Linked DNA regions of Sus scrofa: region 1 is linked to region 2. Evidence: chromatin contacts called from public Hi-C data. All regions are on one chromosome and are shown on one strand. The core of a region is the stretch at or near the end of the contact, and the rest is flanking DNA. Distances in the headings are between cores, read along the strand shown.

The links. Hi-C and Micro-C count contacts between places; a contact is called where the count stands out from the background.
Region 1: a contact with region 2 is called in a Hi-C map of omental adipose tissue, with 1.7 times the contacts expected there. The contact joins two enhancer-like sites. A contact is called at or near these places in 6 of 47 Hi-C or Micro-C datasets (embryonic fibroblasts, epiblast stem cells, liver and 3 more).

Annotation. Positions count from the first base shown.
Region 1 is chr9:120,779,768-120,785,030 of Sscrofa11.1, forward strand. No RefSeq gene overlaps it. Among named protein-coding and RNA genes, the nearest start is that of FAM20B, 27 kb to the right of the region's middle. Within about 2 kb of position 3,159, at least 9 of the 83 cell types and tissues checked have an H3K27ac peak or open chromatin away from gene starts, as enhancers often do. A contact at or near this core is called in omental adipose tissue, where this site is marked.
Region 2 is chr9:120,466,012-120,470,886 of Sscrofa11.1, forward strand. The region is part of intron 3 of LOC110255517 (a long non-coding RNA gene); the gene reads left to right. Among named protein-coding and RNA genes, the nearest start is that of RALGPS2, 94 kb to the right of the region's middle. Within about 2 kb of position 3,515, at least 1 of the 83 cell types and tissues checked has an H3K27ac peak or open chromatin away from gene starts, as enhancers often do. A contact at or near this core is called in omental adipose tissue, where this site is marked.

The sequences.
Region 1 (5,263 bases), core at 1,909-4,408, 310 kb after region 2:
GCAGGGGTGGGGGGGGAAGAAAAGTTAAGTTTAGTGGTATTCACAAAGAACCAGACTACAGTGAATTTTCAAACACAGGAAAACAACAGTGTGTGTCATTGGATAGGATTTGAATAATGCAATACTCAGATCTTCTAGCAAAGTGAATGGCACTACACAGAATTGTGTTAGAATTGCCAATTTAGGGGCTTATTTTTGCCTTCAAACTTGTTACTTCTAGGAGCATCATTCATAGGATTTGAGAAAGGTATATGAAGTGTAGAAACCTATAAATATTTATTTTGTTTTCAGCAGTAACTCAAGCACCAGACAGGGCCACAAACACACAGTCGTAATATTGCAGCAGCTTCAAGCGCCTGATTATACGGTGACCCCGTGTCTCCTGTGAGATCCCATCCCCGTTCCCCAAAGTGTTGACCTTAGCCTTCAACTTGGACTTATCAGCACTTTCCGCTGCTTCTGATTGCACTTAAGGTCAGTGGAATCCTTCCAACCAGTCATGTCTGTGTGTTGACTGCTAAGCTTTGATTCTCACGGGGGAATTATAGTACTTATTCCTGTTTTCCAGATTGATATTTTTTGGGATTCAGGATTTGGAAAAGCCTACTAATTTCCTGAGAAATGCCCAGAAGAAATGTGTGCATGTAAACACTAGGCCGCAGTTAGTCTTTGCCTGATTTTTTTTTTTTTTTTTTTCTTTTTAGAGCCGCACCTGCAGCATATGGAAGTTCCCAGGCTAGGGACTGATTCGAAGCTATGGCTGAGGCCTACACTGCAGCCACAGCAATACCAGATTCAAGCCGCATCTGCGACCTACACCACGGCTCAAGGCAATGCCAGATCCTTAACCCACTGAGAGAGGCCAGGGACCGAACCCATATCCTCATGGATGCTAGTCAGGTTTGAAATCTGCTGAGTCACAACAGGAAATCCTGCCTGATTTCTAAAGGAAGAACTTTTTAGGAGTTCCCATGGTGGTTCACTGGGTTAAGAACCCAACATAGTGTCCGTGAGAATGTGGGTTTGATCCCTGTCCTCACTCAGAGGCTTCAGGATCCTAGTGGGTTAAGCTCTGGCATGACAGATGCGGCTTGGATCTGGTGTGGCTGTGGCTGTGGCATAGACCTGATTCAACGCCTAGCCTGAGAACTCCCATATGCCTCGGGTGCGGCCATAAAAAGAAAAGAAAACAAAACCAAAAAAGAACCTTTTCAAAATTGTGTCATAGATGAGAAAGTGGCCAAGGGAGGGAAGGTGGCGGGTTTGGCCTGTTACCTGGTTGTCACCTGCTACGGGCAGTCTCCTGGCCCCTCGGGCACAGGGCGGCCTTTCTTCTCTGCCCTCAGGGGTCGGCCACCTGGGAGCAGGGACCACCCAGCCCCACTCTGCTCCTCCATATCCTCATTCGTTGAGCGCCGTGTACCAAGCCGTGTGCCAGGCACAGGAACATGTGGGTAAATAACACCCAGCCTCTGCCCTCAGGAGATGGGTGAGAGGAACAAGGGTCCGAATGTGCAGAATCAGAAGGTAGTTTGTGGAAAAGTCCCCACGCTGTCACAAGGTAGCGTCTGGTTCTCACTGATGTCTCGTCAAAGTTTTCTTCTGCCAAGAGGTCTTCTCTTGTCAGGAATATACTTACTTGAGCAGCAGGTACACTTATAAGCAGACCATATGTTTTCTCGCTTTGTTGGGGGTGACAGAATGCATAAATTCCTGAGTTTGTAGGCAAAAGCCTGTAGCAATATTATATGAATTTTTGACCAACCATAGTAAAGACGGAATTCTCTCTTTATTCTTTGTGTAGAAAATCATGGGACAAAATCGTTGTCCAGTGAAGTAGTCATCAGCGTGTGCAGCCAAAAACACCTGGAAAAATATTGTAGCGTTGTGTAGTGGGCACTTAACAAAAAGGTTATTTTTCTGGGTTTTCTACTAGTTGTGCGATTTTTCAGCACTTTAAAACTTGCGATTTGATGGGATCTATTTTTTCATTCTAGGTAAATATTTTGATATTCATTTTTGGGTTTGAAACTTCACATTATTTTTCTTAAAGCGACCCCCTCATGGTAAAAGTTTGCGACCCCACAAAGCCGAGATCTGGGCCTGGGGCCAGGTTTGGGGCCAGGCATGTCCCTCAGAGTTCCCTGGGGCCCCCAGCCCACACCTCCCCCCAAGTCTCCTTCCTGGCCTTCATCTCCTAGGCCAAGGGAGCCATCCCCACTCGAGGCCAAGGAACCCGCATCCCTCTGGGGAGCAGGAGGTTCTGCCAGCCGGTGACATATGCCTCTGCTGGCTTAGGCCTCTGGGGACTTGCCCTCAGAGAGCCCTGTCTGGCAGGGCGGTTGGCCCTTGTGTCCGTACACGCCATCCCCCTGGCGTGGAGGAGCCCCTTCCCGGGAGTTGTGGCTTTGGTCTGAGACCCCAACCACCAGCTCTCCCTGAGCCAAGGTGGACTGTAGTTGTTAAAAATAGGACCAGCAACAGTGTAAGAAAGGGAATGTGTGTGTATGTGTGTGTGTGTGTGTATATGTGTATATACACACACACACATATACACAAACTGTATACACACACACATATACACATAAATTGTATACACACACATATATACACACACACACAAACTGTACACACACATACATATATACACACACACATACACATATACACAAACTGTACACACACACACACGTATATACACACACATACACACATGTATACACACATATACATCCACATATACACACATACACAATACATACACGTATACACACACACATACACATTTGCACACATATACACATATACACACACATTCTCACACACATACGCACATATATACACACACATATATGCACACGTATACACACATATACACACACATGTATACACACATGTACACACATACATATATATTCACACATATATATACAAACACACATACATATACATATATGACTGGGTAACTTTGTGTACAGCAGAAATTGGCACAACATTGTAAATCAACTATACTTGAGTTTTTTTATAAAAAAAAAAAAATAGACCAGCAGAGGTGGTTTGCTGCTGACACTCCATCTTCCTAAACCTGCATGATTCAGGCTTCTTCTCCATTCTGGCACCTTCCTGCCCACCCCATGTCAGCCCACCTGAGTGCCTACTCTTTTTACATTGGTCAGAGCACAGAGCCAGCCTAGACAGGGCGCCTGAGCCAGGCCCCTGAGCCGGGCCCCGTGGCTCCTGTCTGTGAAACAGAACTGTGGGCGTAATCCGCTGCTCCTCTTCCTCGCCCGGACCATTGAGTCCTTGGCCACCTTGCTCCAAGCCTTAGGGACGTTTTAGTCACAATCGGTCAGCACTTTCTGCAGCAAGGACCCTGCGGAGAGCTGTGGGGTCCCAGGCAGGCCCCATCCAGCTGTGCCAACCCAAGCGTGAAAGGACACTGACCCCGTGTGGCCTCTGGTGGAGGTGCAGCTCCAGGAAAGCGGGAAAGAGTCAGGCACCTTGGCCCTTTGGCCTCAGGCACATGACTCCTTCAGGTGCCCCCCTGATGGGCTGAGCTTAGCCTCCACTCACAGCATAGGACCCCCGGGAGGGGGAGGACCTGGCCCTCTGTGGCCTGCTGACTGGTTTCCTCTGGTGCCGTGTCCCCAGCAGACACTCAACTCTGCTATCATTATTGGGGTCTAGCTTCACTGGCCATTTGAGCTCAACCTGAGCAGGAGAGGTGCCACCGAGGGGGTGGGCATCAGCTCAAAGAACAGGAAGGATTTTGAGAGGCTGAGGGGAGGAGAATCCCGAACATAGTGGCACTTAGTACTGAAGAGTAAACAGAAGCCCACACACCTGCACTACAGGTGGGAGAAGTGGCCTGAGCCCGGCGGGCAGGCAAATATGAGAACAGGCGTGGAGGACTGGCCAGGGCAGCTGCTGCTCAGCGAAGGTTCTAGGGTGTGGGGAGCGCTGAATTGACTTCTCTAGAAGTGGAGCCCCCAGCCCCAATTCTACTCTCTCCCTGCCCACTGGGCTTTCTATCTGGGCTCAGGGAGGGGTGGGTCCCGAGCCAGGCAGTGGTAGCCTTTCTGATGCCATTTGAATTCCATTCTAGACATTCACTCTTCACTGACCCTGTGATCAAGGTCCCATAAACAGGGGTTGCCATGCTTGGCACAGATGAGGAAAGAGAGGCTCAGAGAAGAGAAATAGCTGTGTCTCCAGTTAAAGCCACTTGTTTGTCAGAAGCCAGGCTGAGGTTTGAACATTACGGTGAAAATACAACACAGGCAGGACTGCAGGGCTCCAGGGTCCATGCCCAGCCCGTGGCACCCTGGAGCTTCTAAGGGAACAAAAGCTTAACTGGTTTCCGAGGCCCTTACCTCTCCCACCTCCATCCACAGATTTGCTGCCTAAAAGGCCAATCTGATGGCATCACCCCCTGATCGACACAGACAGTGGCTCCCCCCTGGCGTCAGGGTAAAGCCCCAGCCTTTGTCTTAGCTTTACGGCCCTTCCTAAGCTTTGCCCCTTTCTCGATGCCGTTCTTATTTCCAGCCGCACTGACCCTTAGGCTGTCCCCCAACCCACTACCTCTCGGACCTGGATGTCGCCTGGGGATTTTGCAGATTCTGATGTTACTAAACCAGGGGTGGGGCTCTGGCTTCTAAAATTCTAACAAGCTCCCACATGCTGCCAGTTCCGCTAGTCCACAAACCACTGGTGAGTGACAAAGAGCTAAACCTGTCATGTTCCACTCTCCTTTGACCTCTGCACAAACTCTTCCTTTAGCCTAAAACATTTCCCCCTTCTTTTTTTTTTTTTTTTTTTTTTTTTGTCTTTTTGCCATTTCTTGGGCCGCTCCCGTGGCATATGGAGGTTCCCAGGCTAGGGGTCGAATCAGAGCTGTAGCCATCAGCCTATGCCAGAGCCACAGCAACGCGGGATCCGAGCCACGTCTGTGGCCTACACCACAGCTCATGCCAACGCCGGATCCTTAACCCACTGAGCAAGGCCAGGGATCAAACCCGCAACCTCATGGTTCCTAGTCGGATTTGTTAACCACTGCGCCACGACGGGAACTCCCATTTCCCCCTTCTTGCTCTCCTCCTCCTCCCCTGTCACTTTTACCTGGCTGCTAATCATCCTCCTTCTCCAGGCCTCAGTTTAGATGCTGCTGCCTCCAGGAAGCCTTCCTGCCGACTTTGAGATGGGTTTGGGCATGCCCTACCTGTTAGAGCTGCAAGCAGAAATCTGAAATGGGAGAAAGGAT
Region 2 (4,875 bases), core at 2,265-4,764:
TACCCAAATGGTGGATACAGTGTACAGATTTTTAAAAAATTATTATTATGTACATTGTACATTTCAAAGGAACCCTAAAGTTGAGAAAAGACATATTTGGGGAGTGTTTCACACACCCACAAACTCTTCTGGCCATTTTTCACTCTTATTCTTGGGAAAATATGCCTGCTGGGTTCAAAAGGAAAGAATATTTTGAAGAGATTTTTCATTAACATTCTGAAGCCTTCTTAGATATCAAATAGTTATTTAGTGGGTAAAGTGTGAATGAATCAGAACGTATGTATTGAATTTATCTTGGAACCCTACGTGTGTCAAACCTAACTACAAAATGTGCTTTGCATTCTCTTGCTGTCCAAAGGCTGGAAAAACAGCAGGACATTCTGCTGAACTCACAATGACCTTGAACTCAGCAAACAGACCAAACTGATGGAAGAACCCCGAGCCACTTGTCAGGGTCTTTACCATATCAAGGGATACACGACCCACTGTGATTTGGGATCGGCTGTGTTTGTTTTCCTTGGTTTGACTTGGCAACCTGGGAAAAACAGAATTACCCTCTCTGGCCTCGGTCAAGGTCTGGAAACAAAGATAGAATGTTACTCCTGCGAAGATGGCTTCTTAGAGGCCATGGGGTTTCACAGATGCGGAAAGAATTCGAGGTTAGCTTTTAAGTCAAAGCATAAATAAAGCTTTTTAGTAAGAGCAGCTGAAGGCAAGACGGAAGGCGGTGTTAGAATGTTAACAGATCCTCCTCCCATTTTGGAGATGAGGAAACTGCACCTTGGCTGGTCTCTGCAGGGCGGGCAGTGAGCTGACAGGGTAGGGGCTGCAAGGCAGGTTTCTAGTTTCACAGTCCAATACACTCCAGCAAGAAAAAATGTTAAAAAGATAAGAAAAAAAAAATGTTTTTAATCTACGTGCAAAGGCAGCATCCTGGTTTTAAAGGGTTGCTAGTGCCTTCAAGCGTGTGAGGTGCTTTCACTCACACCCTCTCAGCTGCCCTGACACTAACACAGGATGCTGTTGAGCCCGCCCTGCCTGATGTTGCAGAGGAGGGAACAGAGGTTGATGATTTGTCCGACGTGGCAAAACTGCTCAGAGGTGTGCTGACTCCAAACACTTCTCTTTCCACTCTGCATGTGGGTATAAAATAATCTTTTTTTTTTTTTTTTTTTTTTTAAAGAAGAAATCAGTTTTCGTTTGCTGTTCTGACACCATCACCTCCATTTGCTGGCTCTCTTGAGGGTAAAAAGGTCACTTTAAAATGAGATAGAAACATTTCCAGATTTTTGTTAATGGGGAGATTACTGATGCTCTCTGCCTTTGGCCTCTGGCCTGAGGTAGAAGAGGGTCCCTTCCGGCTCTGCCCCTGCCTTTCCTCCTGCTCTCCCTCCCACCTCCCTCGGCCCTTCTTGCCTCCCCCTGGGTGGCCCATTAGATCCTCAGCCCCATCAGCCACACCTCTCCTGAAACCCTGCAGACTGCAGAAAGCTCAAGACTCAAGTTGACGTCAGATGTCAAACCATTTGTCGTCATAACTGTCAATGATTTCCAACAGATGGCTCTAACCCTTGTTGAATTGTTCCTCCCACCAGGTTGACTGACAGTGGAAATTAGCCCATGTTTTTCAAAGGACAGATCCTCTCTGTTCTCTCAAAACTGCAGGCCCATTGAAGCTGCTGGGTAGCCCATCAAAACATTAAACTCTTTTCCTAACAAATGTCCGAGGTGGGGACCTGTTCAACGTAGACTCTTCACAATGGACCATTGATTAGTACTTTTTCCCCTCGTAGTGATGCTGATCTTTTCTTGGCTTTTAATTATGTTCCTCAGAGCCAGGGATGTACTGGAGCTGACTTGTACCAGCTCACAAGAGGCGATCCTTATATTTCAGGAATTCTTTGAGCTGATTTGTTCAAAGCAACCATTATTAGAGGTTAAGTATAAAAAATGTACAATTAAATAAATTATATTAAAGACAAATGTAATAAATATTCAAAATGTATCACTTTCTAATTAGTTTAAAACGAATATAGAATTTTCTCTCGAGATTAATTAGATCTATTGTATCGATTTGGTGGAAAAACCATAAATGCTGCCATGTCCCTCTTCCCTCCTCCGTGTTGGGTAATGATGGTGTCAGTAGCTTGAAACCAGCCATGAAGGGAGTATTTACCCCACAGAAAGTGGAAAATAGAAAATGCTGTATGTCAGAATTTCTTTATTTTAGGGATCTTTTTAAATTTTTAAATTTTTATTTATTTTTATTTTTATTTTTTTGCATTTACCATCACTCCACTGAGCAGAACCAACTGCAGATCTGGCAACACACGCATATCAGGATCACTATTCTTAATGCTTTAGCAAAATCCTGTTTTAAATACTAGCCCCTGGATCAAGGAGTAGCAAGAATGACCTTGAAAGACCAAGTGAGAAGTAGTATTAAAAGAGGGTGCATTGGGGTCCCCCTCTTCCTCTTTCTTTTAGTATAGACCTTGTGTTTGGGGTTTTTTTCCTTTGGCCTCACTCATGGCAGGCAAAATGTCCCAGGACAGGGATTGAACCTTTGCCATAGCAGTGACCACACAAGATCCCTAACCTGCTAAGCCACCAGGGAACTCCAAGTATAGATCTTAATGGGTAATACCACTTTTAGGTAACAGAGACACACACCCCGGCCCAATTTAACTGCTGGTATAGTCTTCTTATCAGAAAGTAGAAAGAAAATAGTGCAATTATCTGTCCATTTTCAGAAAGAACGGTTTAACCTCAACCAGCAGAGGTGTTATACAAAGACTGCTGTCTTGAGCAGGCAGCCCCCAACATTTAAATGGTTGATATCGGAGTTCCCGTTGTGGCACAGTGGTTAACGAATCTGACTAGGAACCATGAGGTTGCGGGTTCGATCCCTGCCCTTGCTCAGTGGGTTAACGATCCGGCGTTGCCGTGAGCTGTGGTGTAGGTTGCAGACACGGCTCAGATCCTGCGTTGCTGTGGCTCTGGCATAGGCCGGTGGCTATGGCTCCGATTCGACCCCTAGCTTGGGAACCTCCATATGCCGCAGGGGCGGCCCAAGAAATAGCAAAAAGACAAAAATAAATAAATAAATAAATAAATAAATAAATGGTTGATATCAAGCAAGTTCACAACACGCCTTCAAACCCTTCTGGGATACTTTATGTCTCATTTGTCCCGGGAGACAAATGAGTTGGTAGCCCAGAGACAGGGAGCAATGCTCCTGGCTGGTGAGTTTGGAGGATGAATGGAGGGGTTGGTGCCTAGCCCCTTCCTCTCTCTCCCTCCCCCTCTTGGCAGTAAGTTTCCATTAGGGACCACATGCTTTCAGTTTTTCCTTGTCCCACTTCTTACAGAAGCCAGCACTGGCTGGGTACTGCCTGTGATGGAGAGGCTGCCTGATTCTGGGGCTCAGACCTGGGAAGCTCACTTGCCCACTGACACCAGCTACATTTCCCCAAAACACATTACTTTCACTCACAGCTGCTTTACGTCTTTGTCTCATCTCTCAATGGATTCACAACCCAGCAGGAAAGAGGATATTAACTTCAGGGCTCTCTAACCCATCAACAGCCAAGGATGCGGTGGCTTAGAACGCAGTCTTCCAAGGACATTACAGAACAATTTCTATGGCTGCAGTGAGAAGCTGTCGACACTTGCCCACAATATCTTTCATGTTCAAGTGTTTGAACATTTTGCTACATAGACGTTTGGCATCTCAGCAGAGGAGCTCTGGCTCACGTTGGCCCAGCTCCAAAACGTATTCCTTCAGAAAATCCTGGCTTCTTTTCAGGCATATCCCCCACTCACAGCGCAGCTCCAAGCAGGGATGGGGAAGCCTTTGATCCAAACAGGGATCCTGCCCGAGCCCTTTAAAGTTTCACGACTGAGCGTGAACCCTCCCACTTGCCCACCTGGGTTTCAAAGCAAATACGTTGCTCATAAGGACAGTGAGGGATTCCTGATTTTCAGATCTCACTAGAGAAGATGATTTTGAATTGTTTGCTATCCCACTTTTCTGAAAAACCCAGTGAGATCATTTTATTTAGGGCAGATACTTTAGTATTTGCTATAGGAATGTTTCTGGAAGGTTAACTGAATGAAATAGACAAGTGACTCTTCCAACTGCGTTTGCTATGAAACTCTCATTGATGATACACTTCAGAGCATCCTCCAACAACTTCTATGTGATAACCCGAGACAAATATCTCAGATCTTTGTGCTAGGGAAAGTTTGCCTCCCCTGAGATGAAGGCAGGGCTTCTCCCTCTCAGATAATAATTGAAGTACCACTTAACCCTCTGAGTCTTGGCTATAAGGAAGCCTCAGCCTTCAAGCTCCATCACAGACAATGCTTTACCCACCTGTATGGTTGAGACATCTGCCTTGCGCCTTTTAATCTTGCTTTCTCCTCTTTATTCCCCCTCTTTTATTGATTTTAATGTATTTATTCCCTTTTAAGTTCATTTTAAAATTCTCTTGCAAAGAGGTGAGATATAAATAAATAAAATTAAAAGATTCAGTGATTACTTGAAGTTGGGGGGGTTGGGAGTGGACTGTGAGAGGGGAGACAACTACAAAAATACATAAAGGGAGTTCCCGTTGTGGCTTAATGGCAACAAACCCAGCTAGTATCTGTAAGGACAAGGGGTTGATCCCTGGCTTCGCTCAGTGGGTTAAGGATCCGGAATTGCCATGAGCTGCGGTGTAGGTCACAGACCCCACTTGGGTCTGGCTTTGCTGTGGCTGTGGTATAGTCCAGCAGCTACAGCTCCGATTCGACTCCTAGCCTGGGAACGTCCATGTGCCACAGGTGCAGCCCTAAAAAGACAAAAACAAACGAACAAGCAAAACAACAACA